Linked DNA regions of Mus musculus: regions 1 and 2 are each linked to region 3. Evidence: chromatin contacts called from public Hi-C data. All regions are on one chromosome and are shown on one strand. The core of a region is the stretch at or near the end of the contact, and the rest is flanking DNA. Distances in the headings are between cores, read along the strand shown.

Evidence for each region. A called contact is a pair of places that touch in the nucleus more often than the background predicts.
Region 1: a contact with region 3 is called in a Hi-C map of cortical neurons, with 4 times the contacts expected there. The contact joins two enhancer-like sites. A contact is called at or near these places in 3 of 39 promoter capture datasets (the HPC-7 cell line, embryonic stem cells and neutrophils), 4 of 484 Hi-C or Micro-C datasets (Th2 cells, cortical neurons, group 2 innate lymphoid cells and 1 more) and 2 of 115 datasets of contacts at active chromatin or transcription factors (embryonic stem cells and regulatory T cells).
Region 2: a contact with region 3 is called in a Hi-C map of cortical neurons, with 1.8 times the contacts expected there. The contact joins two enhancer-like sites. A contact is called at or near these places in 2 of 484 Hi-C or Micro-C datasets (the G1E-ER4 cell line and cortical neurons) and 2 of 115 datasets of contacts at active chromatin or transcription factors (embryonic forebrain and memory CD8 T cells).

The regions. Positions count from the first base shown.
Region 1 is chr2:43,988,699-43,991,465 of GRCm38.p6, forward strand. The region is part of intron 6 of Arhgap15 (Rho GTPase activating protein 15); the gene reads left to right. Among named protein-coding and RNA genes, the nearest start is that of Arhgap15os, 75 kb to the right of the region's middle. Within about 2 kb of position 1,328, at least 19 of the 459 cell types and tissues checked have an H3K27ac peak or open chromatin away from gene starts, as enhancers often do. A contact at or near this core is called in cortical neurons, where this site is marked.
Region 2 is chr2:44,028,094-44,030,802 of GRCm38.p6, forward strand. The region is part of intron 6 of Arhgap15 (Rho GTPase activating protein 15); the gene reads left to right. Among named protein-coding and RNA genes, the nearest start is that of Arhgap15os, 36 kb to the right of the region's middle. Within about 2 kb of position 1,393, at least 13 of the 459 cell types and tissues checked have an H3K27ac peak or open chromatin away from gene starts, as enhancers often do. A contact at or near this core is called in cortical neurons, where this site is marked.
Region 3 is chr2:43,721,653-43,724,684 of GRCm38.p6, forward strand. The region is part of intron 4 of Gm30374 (a long non-coding RNA gene); the gene reads right to left. Among named protein-coding and RNA genes, the nearest start is that of Gm30374, 6.3 kb to the right of the region's middle. Within about 2 kb of position 1,264, at least 26 of the 459 cell types and tissues checked have an H3K27ac peak or open chromatin away from gene starts, as enhancers often do. A contact at or near this core is called in cortical neurons, where this site is marked.

The DNA of each region.
Region 1 (2,767 bases), core at 78-2,577, 270 kb after region 3:
CCTTATTTTGGTAGTGTGATGTTAGATCCCACCTTATTAGAAATGCTAGGGTTTCACCTCCTACCCCTGACATGCCATCCGTCAATTTATTAGCACGCTGGTGCAGCAAGCCACTGAATAGGCTATATGAATTCGTCTAGGTTTTGCTTTTTTCTTTCTTTCTTTCTTTTCTTTTTTTTTTCCTTTAAAATGTCTGTAATCCTCAGCTCTGCTCTCTCAACCGGTCAGCATTAAAGATTTATGTTGCACTTTTTTCATTGCCACACCTGAATATGGATTACTTAAATGGGCTGTAAATAATTCATATCTGGGAATAAGTTTCCATTACTGACCAATGTTGTAATTTAATATACTGTATTATGGGTTATACTGTTTCACATGGTTTTCTGTGTGCATTCTGCAGTCAGGCAGACAACAGTTTAAGTAAAGATGGTGAGCTGTTTCCTTAGCTTATTTTCAGGTTCACTCTGGCCTCAAATCAGCAACAGGGATAAAGGAGGCAGAGACTGCATGCTCTTCTTGCATTTATGGAAATCATTTTTTAAGCTCTTGACCTGAAACAAAATAAATTCAAAAAGAAATAAATGTGTTAATATCGGTGACTAAAAAAAAATCTTCTTATGAATAGAAAAATAATCTTGGTTCTTGAACCCAAAGGTTAATCTTCTTGTTTGATACTTAAATATCCCACGCACAAAATGCCACAATAAAATTATAATTTATGTGACAGGCTTGAATGAGACTACTGGATCAAGTACACGAAATATTAAAGTACAAGCTATTTTTAAAGCACAGGCAAGTGTTTACTCTTAAAAGAGCTTTAAACAACTTAAGATTAAGTTGGGTATAGTAAAAATTAATAATAGATTAATACATTAAAATCTATGAAGACACATAAGATAATGATTTAAAAAGGAATAATTTAAAAAGATGAATTAAAAAGTCGAATCAGAAAAGAAGGCCAGCATAAACTAGGGAAAAACATGCTGAGAATAAAGTCTGTTAGATCTTGAAATAGGAAGAACTGCTAAATAATGCATAGTTTTATTTTTCTATCATTTGCATAAACCTTAAGAGAGTATTTATTTGTGTAAAACTTGATGTATCGAGTAAGGAGAATGAAAAAAAATGGCATTCATTTTGTTTTCATTTCGGTATTTAGGAAAAATATTCTGTTACATATGGACTACTTAGACCTAATCATCTGACTGAATGTGCAGTGTGCCTTGAGCCAGGTTGGAAAGGGCTGGCTGGAGAACACTGCCCTGGTCTTGCTGCAGGCGATGCAGGTTGGCCCACGCTCTGCTGGGGAGCAGATGGTGAGCCAATGCTTGTAGTCACACTTACCTTCCTTGCTAAATCCATAATCCCTCGCTGGACACGGAGCCAAGGCAGGCTTTGGAGGCAGAAAGGAGGTTACAATCTGGACTTGGGTAGTGACTGCCAGAACTGAGAAAACAGCTCAGAAATTTCAAATGCTTAACAAGTTATCTGTCTTGTCCCTAAGCCAGTGCAGCATTTTTAAAAGTAATTAAGACATGATTGAAAATGTGTATGCCATCTAAATACAAAAATCTTCAAAAATCATCAAAACCAATAATTAAAAGCCACATTTAATGTGACATTATGCAAAAATGCATTTAAAAACGAACTGTACTTTTGTTATTGAAGAGAAATACATTGAGTGGGGGAAAACGCAAGAAAGAAGCATTTATAGAAAAGACATTTTATTTTTCTTGCAGAACTGAATGTTGTAGAAAGAAATATTCTATAAATGCCTGTAAATATGAGTCTCTTCCTTCCGCAAGGAAATGTATAGCTATGTAACGTTGTATCTATACCTACATATGTTTCTCGTTTTAAAATATTAAATGATTAATTAATTTTCTATATATAATACTTACGCATATATATGTATGTTTTTCTATGTGTGGATAGGTTCATTATCAACACAGACATTATAAACGAGAAAGACAAAATAAAAATATTGAGTGGATAGCCAAATTCTAATCATTTATAATAAAAGGGACAGTAAGAGCCATCTGTTTAATGTAAAACAACAACAACAAAAACCCTAACTGATAAAATGCATATATATCTAGTATAATAGGGTACTAATATAAAACAAAATATGTATAAAACGTCAATGTAATCCATTAGAGCAACATTGATTTATAACCTGCCTATATAATAATCTCATACAAGACTCAAAGCCGGTTCCTGTATGATTTGTGTTGGACCACAGGAGTTTCCTTTCCTTTCCTTTCCTTTCCTTTCCTTTCCTTTCCTTTCCTTTCCTTTCCTTTCCTTTCCTTTCCTTTCCTTTCCTTTCCTTTCCTTTCCTTTCCTTTCTTTCTTTTTCTTCTTTGCTTTAAGTTGTTACAGTTCCCGGTGTGTGTTACAAAATTTCCTCATTTTCTCTACTGAATTTTCATGACTCCTCATTCTCTTAGGCAACATTCTTCCTATGCAAATCATTCTTAGGCATACTCCAGTTGAAATCCATTGACTTAAGTAGACTTGTAGCTGTCACCAATCTTGCCTCGGCATTCACAGTTCCCCAGTGGGCACAGTGCTCTCTGTTGTGCATTGTATGCAGTGGGGCAACCTGTGCTGTATATTAGCTCCTCACACCACCATCTTTGTCTATTGTCTCTCTTGAGGAAGTAATTATTTCATCCTTACTTATATTTAAGAAAAAAAATCATCCTAATTTCCCTTTTTTATTGGCCTCTTTCCAAATTCATTTGAGTAACTTCTAACACTT
Region 2 (2,709 bases), core at 143-2,642, 310 kb after region 3:
TGTACACTGAATGCTTAGCTCTTCTTATCTAAATTACATACTGTATAAAAATGGCTGACGTGGAAAGCACCACAGAGAACTATGGGATGTTTAGCCTCAGCTTCTAATAGAGAAGCATTATAGTGGACTTTTCTGTGTGTGTGTTTTGTGACAGCTAACTAGCTACCTTATGACTTCCATTTATTTAATTATTATATTTATTTATTTATTTATTTAATATTTATTTATTTTTACTACATCTCAATGTAGAAAGGGGGTCCAAGAACAGAGTGAACTTCATCATATCCCAACAATCCAAGCCTGGGAATTCCATCCCACTTCCTAGATGATAAATATCAAGATGAGTTTCTTCTAAAATTATTAGTGCTGGGTGCATTCCACTTCTCATGTCATATAATATGATGTTACCAGCATTCCCAGTTTTAGAAAGCAGGAAGAATGTGGACAAACACAAAAAAGGAGCTCAGTTACGTAAATGTGATCTGTATTTACACAGCCTACACAGGACATGGAAGGGTAGAATTATTTCTGATTTGTATGATTATTCTCATCTTTGTTTTGCTTAGGTAGGATAAGATAGCTACGGATGAAATGCTTAGTTACGGATCAGCTATTGTCTCTATCATAATAAAATATAAAAGCTTAAATGGAAAATCAGTTGCAAAACCATTGTTATTGTATTTTGTTTGTTTTGCTTCCCATGCAGAAGATTTAAACACTCAAGCTGTCCCCATAAAATCCCTCCCTAAATCTTTGTTTTAAAGTATCTGATAGGACGTCATTCCATGTGGGAATATTACATACAGCCACCGATTCAAGAGTAACTGAGAACTTATGTACAAAACATTCTTTACATATTGACAAATATTTCTAAAAAGTGAATTGGTATTTTTTTGTTGTTGAGTGTTTCATGAGTGACCTTTACCTCTGCAGACATATGCAGTTTTCAGTTTTTTGGGTGAGACTTTCAAAATATTTTTTTAGAGTGTTCAATGTTAGCAGTGACATTTTTGCAGTGATTTCAGAGCCTTGTAGTTTAGAATATTCTATTTTCTTTATTTCTAATTACTCACACCACCCTCGTTTTCAATCCTGTGCAGATGTAATTGACAGTGATGATATACAATATGTATGAAATGAGCTCTTCGCTATCGGTGGTGTGTGTCATACAAGACTCCATTGCAATATTTACAGTTAAACTAAACTTTTTAGAACGAGCAAAATTGCATTTGTTTTGCAGATTTGCTCATCATTAAATGTGAAACATTTCACATTTGTCTTTTTGAGTAATTGGCTTTTTAAAATGATAAGGTGCTCGGAACACTTGTTATGTGGATAGGTCTGACGTTGTATCCCAGAAATCCATATGCCATACAGACAGAACAGAAGAAAGATATTCACAAGCATGTCACAGATTGGACTAAAGCAAGCCAAAAACCCAAGTGCCATGGCATTAACAATAGCACCAGATTTACTGTCACGATCGCAATCTGTGCAGCATCAGAGACAGAAGGGGAACTTTTGATAGGTAACACCTCAGGGTTTTTTTTTTTTTTTCTTCATCTTTTTGGCAAATTATCATTTATCTTTATATTTTTGCCTGCCATATAATATTATTACAATGATATGAGAAATGCAGGATATGTGTAATAGGACCCAACAAAAGGACTGAGCAATTCCTCAGGCCATGTAGGATGAAACAGATATACAGAAATTCTGTTGTTTTATTTCAGATCTAGTTAGAGCTGGAAACAGAAAACAGCTAGGTACTGGTATTTTAGCTTCTTTAGAGTTCACAAAAGGAAAAGGATTCTTAGTGACAGGGAAAACAAAAGAATTACCGCTCTTGGGAACGTTAAAAACTCTGATGTTTTAAAAATGTGTGATTCCCCAGGATAACGAGTCAAGGCTAATTTTAGTTTGGAAGATGAGAATATTTTGAACGTAAAAGTATCCATTCCTTTTCGGTCTGTGTGCATGTCCCAATGATGCAGACACAACGGGACAACTATTCACGGCATACCCCCGGCAGCTACTAAACAATTACGGAATCATAGAATCAGAGCCTCTGTTGGAATGACAGAAGGAAAAACCCCAAAAACACTGCACAGAGATTCCTGGCATCACAGAGAAACATCAGCCGATTGTTTCTCTTAATTGAAGGCTGTTTGGGGACCTCAATGAAAATATTCTGTTCTTCTGTGTTTTGACTGTCTTCTGGCTGAGGAATTTCTGGAGGCCAGGCTTCTTGGGTACTTTCTTTTTTTGTAAAAGAATGCCTGTCTTCCAATATTATCCAATTGTGTTGACATAATTGCAAATATTAAATCGAACTTTATAGAGATAGAAGCCTCAAAATCCATTAAAAAAAAAAACTACCCAAATTACATAAGATGCAAAGCTATTCAAGGAATGTTGATCGATCTCACGAGTTTTTATTTTCTTTAAACTATGATTTTTTTCCCCAACAAATCTTCATTATTTTGTTCTTAGAATTCCTTAGTTGAGATGGAGAACTAGCCATGACAAATAATTTCAATGTCCCATTGAACAGACTCCATATTCCCTGATGAGTGTATTCCACTGATCACTTCCGGTTCGCATGCCTCACTTTCAGGACACTTCCTACATTACTTTTGATTTTCAAGCACTTGCCCAAGTTTTTCCTTAAAATCACAGGGCCCCCTATGGAGGAGCTAGAGAAAGTAA
Region 3 (3,032 bases), core at 14-2,513:
ATTTTCAGAACCCTGGACAAAAGACAAAGTAAAATCACTCAAACTGTGTTATTAATCAAAAGTTTCCAAACAAACTATGAACCCCAGCACAATTCTATTTGTTCACATAGCAACTCCTCTCCGCAGGACCTGGGTCACCTCATTGAAACATCGGTTCCTTCCGCAGCTTGGAGTGCAGGTGACCCTGGCTCTGTTATTGCTGTTCGGTTTCCATTTTGCTTTCTGTGACACAGTTCAAGATCTCCAATACTTCACCAAACCTACCCTGGGGGAAAAAATATCTCTCTTGAAGGGAACACACCCCTGGCAGCGTGCCTGCTCTGGATGGCCCCGTGGCTAGATGGATGGAGGGGTGATTTAAATGAAATCTCAAGCAGACACACGGATTCTTGGGGAGTAAATGTCCAAATATCCAGTTCTTGAAAGTGCCCACAGAGGCAAAAAGCCACAAAGGCCATGTCCCAAACAAACCACTGTTATGTTTTGTTTTTTTGTTTTTGTTTTTGTTTTGTTTTGTGTTTTTTATCAAGTCCCATCTATTAAGTCGCAATCCTCTCCCAATAGCCCATAAGATTAGGGTTGGTGACTTAACCCTCTTGCTCCCAATCCTTCCGCACAACCACATCCCTGAACGTCACAGCACTAAGGAGCAAGTATTGACCATAACTGGGGACAACTTCAAAGCCATTGAGAGATGGCACTGATCTTACACAAGAGTTAATGGAATTACACACGGAAACATTGGCAGACAAACAACACACATGTCCATCCATGGTCACTAATTCGTCTTAAAGCTTGAAAGCTAGTAATAGTAGTAGTAGTAGTAGTAGCAGTAGTAGTAGTAATTTATCCTGGTAACATTTGCTTAACCTGTGATCACTCAACTTAAACTCCCCTTAATTTCGGGACAGTATGATGCAAGAAGAGTGACTTCAAAAGATCATGGTCTTGTGTGTGTCCCGTCCATGAGTCTGGAGAATGGTCAGCTGCTGGTACTACCTGCTCACCTACACTGTTGATTAGGCTTAGCTGCTGCGTAAGGGCAATATCTACCTGTGCTTTTCCCAGGCAAACATCACCATATTTGGCCAATCTAGCCGAGCTAGGATAGCCAATAATCTACGGGGCCACATGACTGAGGCTTTTGAGAACTGCTGCCTCAACGTAGGACATTCTAGTTAGTTAAAACCCCAGAGAGGTCCCATCATTAGTATTTACGCTGATTCTTGTAATGGCCACAAGGTGGCGCCAAATCACAAAGAAAACTGACTGGAGCATGGCTGTTCTGGTGGATTTGCATATTTCGCTGCTGGGACATTTCTTTAGTCTCCCGATAGGCATCATTCCTCGATTTCCCAGATGCATTAACGTTTGCATCCGATCTTTCTTATCTTTGAAGGATTTTGTTCTAGAAATCAAGAAATCAATGAAACAGAGGGAGGGTTCGGAGACTGCAGATAATCTATAAAGCCATACAGTTAAGTCTAAGAGATGAGAGCAGACAGAGCTTGGAGTTAGGGGGACAGAAGGCCTGCACTGTGGCGGCACCTCCCTGCAGCTCCCTGTTCTGAAGAACTCTGGTATGACTTCACGTGTTCGTCTTTCTCACCACTGGATATCAGCTCTGTAGTCTCAAGTGTAACTCTGGGGCTACGTCCCTGAAGTATTAGGTGGCACCGTGAAGGTACCTGCAACTTATGCACTAGAAGGGCTTGTCAACATAGATTGGCACACACTACTGTTAACAATGAAGATCTAGTGACTGGAACAGCCTTGAGCCACACCCCCTTCCAATGAAGCACTTGGCTTCACTTCCACAAGCTGTGTGTGTGTGACTTCGTGCACACATATCGATACACCTACATGTCTATATGAATAGATTTGCATACACTAGACAAGCAGAGTTAGGTTCTCATTAATTATGCACGTTTTGGTTGCCTGTGGTTGACAATAGATTTTTTTTGTAATATTTGTGGATTTTCTGATCTGTAGCATAAAACAATTACATTATTTAAGAGGAATGTAAGCTCATTAATGCATCAGGAAGGTTAAATCTTACCTAATCTTTTATTCTGGGCACTCCCAGACAATGACCTCATCATTATCCCATCTTCTTATATAACAAGATCTGTGTTTTCTTTTGAGCTTTTCGATGGGCCCATCTAGAAGTGTCACATGTTAGGGCTCCAAAGACAAAAGCAAAATTGTCACTGTGGGACATTTGAAAAAGTTTTTTGGCTTATGTGCCTGGTATTTGGTGAGGGGCTCATACATGAAAGCAGGAAGCATGGCAACCATTTTGAGACCACGAGGGACAAGATGACAGGTTCCTAGCTAACTAAATCTTTGCAATTCTGAGTCCCAAAGTTCACTCTGTCAATGTTTGCCATAGCCCAAGTTTATATTTCTCTTTACACACACACACACACACACACACACACACACACACACACACACACAACCTTGCACATATGTCAAATCCCCTGGTACTTTGGATTTTCTTTTGTACAAGACATAGAATCCTACCTTCATTAGATAATAGCTGGAGCAGCCTCGCATGCTTTCCTTGAACTTGTCTACAAGTCTGTCTACACTTGGCACCCACTAAATATCACTGAAGCAATCTGGGCTGCTATTCTTCAATGTTCTCTGTTCTTTTAAAATTGAGCTTTAAATCATTATTTCGTTTGGACAACTCAAAACCGGAACTGAGCTATATACTTCACATGGGCTCAAAGGGGCTGCGGACACACTGTAACAGCAGACTGAAAAGGTGAAATAAAGAGAGAGAAAAATGAATGAAGTGATATAGACCATGGAAAGAAGAGGTAAAGAAGATGAGGAAGTAGAAGAGGAAGAGGAGGAGGAGAAGAAAGAAGAGAAGGAGGAGGAAGAGGAAGAGAAAAAGAAAAAAGAGGAGAAAGAGGAGGAGGAGGGAAAAGAGGAAGAGGAGGAGAAGGGAGAGGAGGAGGAGAAGGAAAAGGAGGAGTATAAGGGAGAGGAGGAGAAGGAGAAGGGAGAAGAGGAGGAAG